Linked DNA regions of Gossypium hirsutum: region 1 is linked to region 2. A link is a contact called in public Hi-C data. All regions are on one chromosome and are shown on one strand. The core of a region is the stretch at or near the end of the contact, and the rest is flanking DNA. Distances in the headings are between cores, read along the strand shown.

Region 1 (4,478 bases), core at 892-3,391, 310 kb before region 2:
TTTGGTGCAGATGAATCCACAATATCCGGCGATTCTGCCAAATTCTTCACCTACAGGATAACCAGAAGGGCATGTTAAAGACCATAAAAAGGGGTAGAATAGGCTAGAGCATCCAAAAGATAAAAAGACAACACACACAAGCATAAAAAACTTATTCAACTATCTAAATTTACCTCAATGGAATAATTACTTGCCCTTGATATGTCTGCAGCAACAACATAAAACAATTTCAAACAAAATACGAAAAGATAATAGAAAGGGGGGAACTGACACCAAGCCATGTTACTGAAAACTGCAATGAGAGAACATAGAGTGGTAGGCGATAGCAGAATGCATATAACTAGTAAATAAATAAACATAATATTTTATGTTCATTCTTATGAGTTATGATAATGAAGTCAACTAGTAAATACCATGCATCCTGCATACTAAAGGTGCGGTAGCTGGGAATTGAAGACCATTAGAGCCTTTCACATCAAGTTAATAGACAAAATTATACAAACGACATAATTTCAAGACAACGAACATAGAACAAAAGTTCTAAGCAAATTTCCGGAAATCTTATGTACAGTAAAGATGCTTATAGGAAAAAGGTATCTCGATAAGCTACCTACTTATTAACAAATAAATTTACCTGAAGAGGGGGTCATCATATTCCTACCCATATCTTCACGGATAGGGAATTTTTGACAAGTAGGTATTTCATAGTTCTCAATCTCAAGTGCATTTCTTTGATCAGAAATATTACGCCTACCACAACCTAATGTCCCTTTTCTCTCCATGCTAACATTTCTGCTAGCTCTATTAGACACCTGATAAGAAGGCTCTTCAATTTCATCAGCTACGCACCTTTGACTATCCCATCGGAAGCTCCATGATGGCGAACATGTCGTATTTCTATGCAAAGTCTCAACTCCAGTTCTCTTTGGAAGGGTCCTTTCCCTTGCAGCTACACAACAAGCTGATCCCATGATCACTCATATACCTCAAAAAAGAACAGTATTGCAAATTCACACCACTGATTCAAGCAACGCAAAATGCAAGGTGAAGTACTGCATAGGGGGTAAACAGCAAGTATTTCCTGTAAAATATATACTTTTAAGGATAAAACAATAGCACAAACTTTGGAATTCATAATTTGAACAGATAAAACAACTGCAACCAACTAAACAAACTCAAAATACAACTACTTCAAGCTAACCACATGTTTCATTTTCCTTAAAGAATTATTTTCACAAGTTTATTTTATTTCCCTCATTAGAACAAGACCAAAGCTAAAATTTAAAATAAATACACATGCGCACGCACCGGAAATATTAGTATTAAAAATGAAATATGCAGTTAATTACTAGGGGCTCGAGAGTCTTATGCTTTTAGATATCAACAACAATAAATAAATTGAAGAGTAAATTGAAAAATAATTACTAGCAAATAACACAGTTCAGCTGAGGAAAAACAATAATAGCGAAAAAATCAGCTGGTTGAGACCACCTTCCTCAATTAATCATCCATGTACCTGACTAACTCCAAATTTAGAATAGAAATAATGTAAATTGAGACATTTAAGACGCGAATATTTACATTATTAAAGTGTTCAACTACTCGTGAGCATAAATTTGTTCGACTTTGATAATTAAAAAGATTAAAAGAAGCAAAGAATCATCGGTTCGAACATTTACTAGCTGTGTCAAAAAAAAAAAGCTCAAAAGTTCAACGAAATCTGAAAAACAAAAGAAAAAAAAGGGCTCCAATTAGGGTTCAAAACCGGCTGCGTTTCATATTCCACACGGTGAACTGATATCAAGCTTTTCAAGTGCCGAAAAATATCATCCATAAAACAACAAAAAATAAAGCGACAATAACAATATAATCAATTAATTAAAAAGGAACTTACAGATTCAACAATTAGGCAGTCAAGGAGGTGAAGAAGAGAGAAAGAGAGAGATTCGAACGGCGTCGAAAAATCCGGCAGCGGTCAGAGAGGATCGGCCGATGCTCACGACGGAACAACGAGAGAGTCAAAGGGCACGGATGTGGGATTGTGCAACGTCTGTTGGTACTGAAATTTCTGCTTCTTTTTACGCTCCCTTTCTTTCCTTCTTCCCTTTTCTTCCGCCTTTTTATTTATTTTTAATTTATTTTTCATAAAGAAAAACGTCTCTTTGTTATTTTAATTTTAAAGTGTAAATTGTAATTATTCAACCATTACCACACCAAATTACGAAAACTTTTGAGTTTATCACTACTGTTTTTTTCTAATAATAATAATAATAATAATAATAATAATAATAATAATAATACATCTAGTCCTCAATTCTTACATATCATATCAATTTAATTTTAATTCTAAAACTTTTATTAATTTAATCCTTAAATACATCTTCGTTATAAATCTAAACCATAAAATATATATAAATAAATTTTATTATACTGTATTAAAATATATAAATAATATAATAATTCCTCAAATATATATATATTAATATTTTACAGTATATTTTGATTGTCTTTTGCCATCAATTCATGCGAGAAGATACCAAGATTGCCTCTGTTAGAGGACTGTAGACGTTGGCATTGACATACCCATGGATAAGACTAACATCTGCTGCATTTTGATTCCTGAAGTAGCTTCCTTCATTTGATCATCAGTCTGTAAGTATAACTGAAAAGAATAAAAGCTTCAGCTTTGGAGTGTTGCAATCCAACATGGTAGGAAGCTATTGAGTTAACTCTAACAGGCTTTTTGACCACTTACAAAGATTTGGAAATTTGGTTTTTTACTGTTGGTTCTCTTACGATAGCTAGTGCCATATAAGCCTACAAAATAGTCAACTTACTGTTGAACCAAACAATCCAACTTCTTGTGTTTTTTATCCTCAAAGGAAACAAGAGAGATGTGAACAACCATAACACTAAACCCGTATTTCATGTCTTAGTATAATCAAAAGATATAGGGGAAACCAAGATAAAAAGCCTTAAACACTTGCATGCAAATGTTTTCCCTTACATGAAAGTAGTATCATCATTACCATGTTCCTATTTCTTTATGGTTGTTTCAAAAAATAAAGACAGAATATATATATACATTGAGGAAATATTATATATTATTTATATATTTTTTAATATAGTATAATAACAGTTATTTATAAATATACTTAATTAAAGGTTTTGAATTTGTTTTATAACTCTGATTTATGATGAAGATGTGTTTTCAGATCAAATTGACAAAATTTGTAAATATAAAGGGTTATGTTTGTTGAATTATCTAGGTGCGTTTTAAAATTAATTAGGGAAATAGGCCGTTTTTAGGAGAGAGAAAGTGAAAGCGCGTTCAGTTGGGCATGTTTTTTGCATAAATGGCAAAAAAGCTCGTCCAGTTGGATGCGCTTCCACTTTCTCTCTCCAGGGTTAGGACTTTTTATTTTTTTTATTAGGTTTTAGGATTTTAGGGTTTTTAGGGTATTTTGAAAGTATTTAGGGTTTTGACTGAGACGACAGAAGTTCTTAGGTAATTTTGAGGGGTTGGGGATGTGATAATGCACCTCTGCACACATATATTTCATATGTCATGGTGGGATAAGACCATCGCCTTAGAAACCTATCGTAGGGAAATAAGGTTTCAAGGTAATAATGCTTGATACGATCAGGGGTCGAAGTCTAGGTGGAGATCTCAGTCGGAGGTTGTGCTGCGGTCACAAGTTCGAGTATAACCGGGGGGCTAGGTGACAATCGTTATGCGGTCAAGAGTTTAAGCTTTCTGGATACCCATAAAAAATGCCTTATATATACCATAGATAAGATTGGTGTCATAATCATATGGAAAAAATTTGGGGACTTTCGGTGTAATCAACATAATCTTTTTCTCTATTTCCAAGCAGTCGGTATCTTTAACCTTTCATTCTTGTTCGAAGATTGACACCGAGGTGGACACAAGGGGCTCTAAGGTGGAAAGAGGATGTTCCAACACAGTAGAGGTTAAACTCGGGTCGATGCGGCAATGGTCGTAGTTATTAATGGGTTGTGTAATAACGACAACTGTTGTCTCCCCGAAAAGAGCATCACCTTTACTACACCGTAATAGATGCTCCCCGCCTAAGAGTCCTCTTGTGTCTACGACGGTGCCAACCTTTGAATAAGAAGGATGGTTAAAGGTACCAGTTGCCTAGAAATAGAGAAAAAAATCACACTGATTATAGTGGGAAGCCCTAGAGTTTTTTTGTATGAATATGTCATCAAAATTCTGTATGGTATTTATAGGACATCATTTTTGGGTATCTGAAAAGATTGAGCTCATGGCCACGTAATGATCATCAACTAGCTTTCCAGTTATACCCCAGTCCATTACAACATAATGGTCATCAATTGAGACCTCCATGTCGACTTCTACCCTTGACAGTAGAAAGTAAAACCACCCCATAACTGACTTCCCTAGGATAGGCTTCAGAGGCAATTATTCCATCTTGGCATGATATATGAAA
Region 2 (4,335 bases), core at 1,774-4,273:
AAGTAACTCAAGCTCCTAAATAAGCTATTGGTACAAAATTTAGTTATATCAGGCATCACAGCCGACAACAGACATATTGCCTGCCTTTCTCCAACATTATTAAAGCCATAAAGGAGTAGCAAAGACATAAATATAGCATCTTAATACCACCAGGTTAAAACCCTACTCGTCAGTAGTAAAACAGCCTCATAGGCTTGACTGCAGAGTGCTTAAGGAAGATGTGGAAAAGATTAGACACACACCTCACCATTAGCATTAGCAGCTTCAGGATGGTAATAAAGCATTTCCTTCCACATTATCTCCCTGATCATTTCTTCCCCTAAATCCTCATCTATGTCAAGATCAATTGGCACTTGGGCTGGAGGATTGCAGTTGGGATCGTACAAGGGTGCCATGTAAGGGTGTTGGAGTGCTTCAGTTACACCAATCCTTTTTGAAGGGTCAAAAACTAGCATTTTTTGCAGTAAATCAATTGCCAAAGGATGGGCATTTGGATAAAGACAAGAAAAGGGGATTCCATGGGAATATGGGAGTGATTTAATGTAGTTCCTTGCCTTGGGGTTATCTATAAATTCAAGATCCTCTTCCTTCTGGCTGCCAAGTATGTTGATGATCAGCTTAAGTTGGTTGAGACACTCTGTACCAGGGAAGATGGGTTTTCGGCCAAGAAGCTCCGCAAAGATGCATCCAACAGACCACACATCGATGGATGTTCCATAGTTGTCGCAGCAAAGGAGAAGCTCAGGGGCCCTGTACCAGCGAGTGACAACATACTCTGTCATGAATTGACCCTTGGCATTGCTAGTGCGTGCCAATCCAAAGTCGCAAATTTTAAGGTCACAATTTGCATTTATAAGAAGATTTCCTGGCTTCAGGTCACGGTGGAGAATATTTGCTGAGTGAAGATACTTCAAACCTCGAAGTAACTGCAAAAAAGAAGAATGAGATACATAAATTTCATAATATTTTATCATTATCACAATAGAAGCTTTAATGCAAATTTCCAAAACTTCATCCCTCACATAATTTTCTCAATTACTACATAAAACTCCTGTCTACAAATGCTAGAAATCTCTTCATGCCCAAACAAGTGAGAGAAAGTGACCAATGCTTCCTTTTAAAAACAATTTTTAAAATAATAGGCCTTTGCATAAAAGCTTATCGATCGATAAGCCTAGCAGATATATTAGTGATGAAAGTAATAACCATGCTTGCAATATCAGGCCAGTACATAATGCCAGAAAGGTAGAAGGCCTAGAACATGTTTGTCTGAAAAGCTAAAACCAACTAGCTCCCATTATGTCAGTCCCTAACTGTTGCCTAGACATGTTAAAGCATTGGACATCAATTAGTATGAACAAACGCTTTTCTCCATCAATATTCAATACGGTGTTAAGAATGAATACAACATGTTGACAGTGAACTTATACGTTGATTAGAAAACAAACAGAAAGGAAAGTGCATAAACCATCTAAACACATAGGTTCCGAGGCATAAAACTATAATGTACATGATATAGTAGTATACTAGTAATGCAAAATTCCACAACATAGCGTCCAGGGAATACACGTTCAAATTTGACCATTTAGGTTCTTGCTTCTTTGCCTAATCTTCATTTTTAAGCAAAACGTAATGAAGTTTGACGTAAAATTCATGCCGAGGAATGCTCTGTTAATACATCCACAGACAAAATTTTAACAGTTGTAAACACGGACCCTTCGATTTCTTGATCCTTTATATTAAACTCAAATGCAATGCCACGTAGCAGAACAGTTATACATATTAATCAAATTAAACAGCAAAACAAACCAGTAAGATGCCTTTGCAAAGGGATTGGAATGGTAGATACCTGGAAGAGGAAATACTGACAGTGATCATTTGAAAGAGCTTGGGGAGACTTAATAATTTGATGCAAATCCGTATCCATAAGTTCATAAACTAGATAAACATCCTTGAAGCTTCTCCTATGAATTGGCATCATAACATCTTTCAAAGCAATCACGTTTTCATGTCTAAGATGTCTAAGAAGCTTCAATTCACGCAAAGTTCTCAGTGCATCAACAGGGTTGTCAAAGGCATTGTTTATCTTTTTAATGGCAACTTTGTCGTCTGTTTCGCGATTCACAGAAGAGCAAACGATACCATATGCCCCTTTCCCAATAGGCTTGATCGGCACATATTTGGTGTCGATTTCGAATAATGTTCTCCACATGGAATAGTAATGTTTTCCTTGGTAATGAATACCATTAGGAGGCTCAACTGGTGTTGCCATTTCTTGCCTTTAACCAAAATTTTGAATTAAAATCCCTGGCAGGAAAAAAACAAAACCATACTTAATCAGGAAATAAAGTACGTATTTTTTTTGGGTTGAAATTTTTAGTAATTATTTTTTTCAGTTAATTAGTGGAAGACGTCCACCTCATCATACAATTAAAGGAATCAAGAAAAGAAATTAAAACTGAGGGATACATTGTTAAGTTTTTACCTGCTTCGAAATTTTCTCAGCAATTCTTCTTTATACCGAAAGTGAACTGCGGAAAGTCCCGCGATACTGTTGGCTAATCAACGTCGGAATTCATTTCAAGATTTTCAGAAACTAGAAGGGAAAAAAAAGAAAAAGAAAGAAAGGAAGGTAAATTAAAACTCCATTTTCATCGATGAATGCCCTAATTGAAACGATGTGGCGGTTGAACTTTGAGCAAAAGCCTGACCGATCTTGATTTCGCGGGAAGCCAACTAGAGCTCGACACCAAGAAAAAAAAAGAGGATATACTTTGATTGTTAATGTAATTATTGCTTGTCAACGGTGAGATCCAAGGGGATATCTTCAGAGAGGAAGCTTCGTTCCCTCGACGCCATTAGAGCAACTACAAAACCAAACAAATTGTTGGGATTTGTTTTATTTTTAATTTTTATTACATTTAAAAAGCACCGGGTTTTGCTCAGGTGACGACAGCAACTGGATTTTATTTTTAATATTATCTTTTTCCCATTCATGTAGGGTCCGTTGTAGCAGTGGCGGCAACCAAGGGCCAAGGCGGTGTGGTGTGTTTTAGTAAGGTAAGGTAACTGTGCGACGTCGTTTACATAGGGTTCAAAGCAGGAATGTCTTTTGATACAAGGCATTGGTAAAGAATTTTATTAAAAAAACAGTAAACTACACACAATTCACTAAACTATTGGTAAGTTTACGATTTTTGGTTATTTAACTTTAAAAAATTACAAAATTGTCATTGGGCTATTTGAAAGTTTTGATTTAAGTTATTGAACTATTTGAAACTTTTTTTATTTAAGCCACTGGGCTATTAAGTTTTTTTTAAAGTCCGATTAGTGAGCTCCAAATAACGATTCAACGATGGATACAGTAGGTTAGTACCCATCGACGAGTAGAAGAACTTTCCTTAAATCCAAGTTGATCCGACGATCAGTGCCGGAAAGCAAAGAAGAAAGTAGTTTGGATGTTGGTTCGTGATATTCAAAATTGTTTAATGAAAAAATTGAACCGTAAAAGAGAAAGAGAATGAGGGCTTTCGACTATTGCAGGTGATGAGAATAGTGAAGGCCATACAACAATAATTTTAACAGCCCAACGATTTAAATGAAAACTTTCGAATACTTCAATGACTATTTTGTAATTTTTTTTTAAATCAAGTGACAGAAAACATAAATTTGGGCAAATTACATATAAAAGCCCTATTTTTTTAAAATTTACCGAAATAGGCCCGGTAAATAATTATTTACCGAAATGGGTCTATTTCCCCGAAAGCGCATCCACGTCAGCACGATGTCAGGGTACGTGATAGGAAAACGCGTCCCTGAGGGAGCGTTTTGCCTACGTGGATAAAGCCCGCCCTTAAGGACGCGTTTTGCTTGTTTTTGAGTTTTAAGGTTTAGGGTTTGGGGTTTAGGATTAAAAATTAAATAAATAAGGGATTAGAGTTTAGGGTAGAGGTGTTCATGGGCCTGGTAGGGCCTAGTTCGGGTCAGGCCCAAAAAAAAATTTTGGACCGCTTCCTAGGCCCGAGGCCGGGCTGGCCCGAAATATGGGACTGAAATTTTGTCCAGGGCCGGCGCGGGAAAAATTTCTAAGCCCATAAACACCAAAAAAATTATTTTAAAAATAAAAAGAATAAAAAAAGTATTTTAAAAATATTTTAAAATTAAAGAATAAAAATATTTATTTATTATATATTCGGGCCGGGCCGTGCCGGGCTCGAGCCAAAAAAGTGGTGCCCGAGGCCTGGCCCGTTTTCTAAACGGGCTTCGCTTTTTTGCCCAAACTCATATTTCGAGCCTATATTTTTACCCGAACCCTCCCATATTTTTTGCCTGGCC

Evidence for each region. A called contact is a pair of places that touch in the nucleus more often than the background predicts.
Region 1: a Hi-C map of leaf shows a contact between it and region 2, with 2.9 times the contacts expected there. The contact joins the promoter of LOC107910203 here to the promoter of LOC107910200 in region 2. A contact is called at or near these places in 14 of 34 Hi-C or Micro-C datasets (anther, callus, hypocotyl and 3 more).

Annotation. Positions count from the first base shown.
Region 1 is chrD02:22,058,211-22,062,688 of Gossypium_hirsutum_v2.1, reverse strand. LOC107910203 reads right to left here and starts at 2,141. Exons shown (of 5, transcript XR_001687538.2): 1 at 1,895-2,141; 2 at 635-1,081; 3 at 174-205; 4 at 1-50.
Region 2 is chrD02:21,749,915-21,754,249 of Gossypium_hirsutum_v2.1, reverse strand. LOC107910200 (mitogen-activated protein kinase homolog NTF3) reads right to left here and starts at 3,023. Exons shown (of 3, transcript XM_016837981.2): 1 at 2,486-3,023; 2 at 1,850-2,307; 3 at 1-926. The coding sequence starts at 2,272. The coding sequence ends at 231.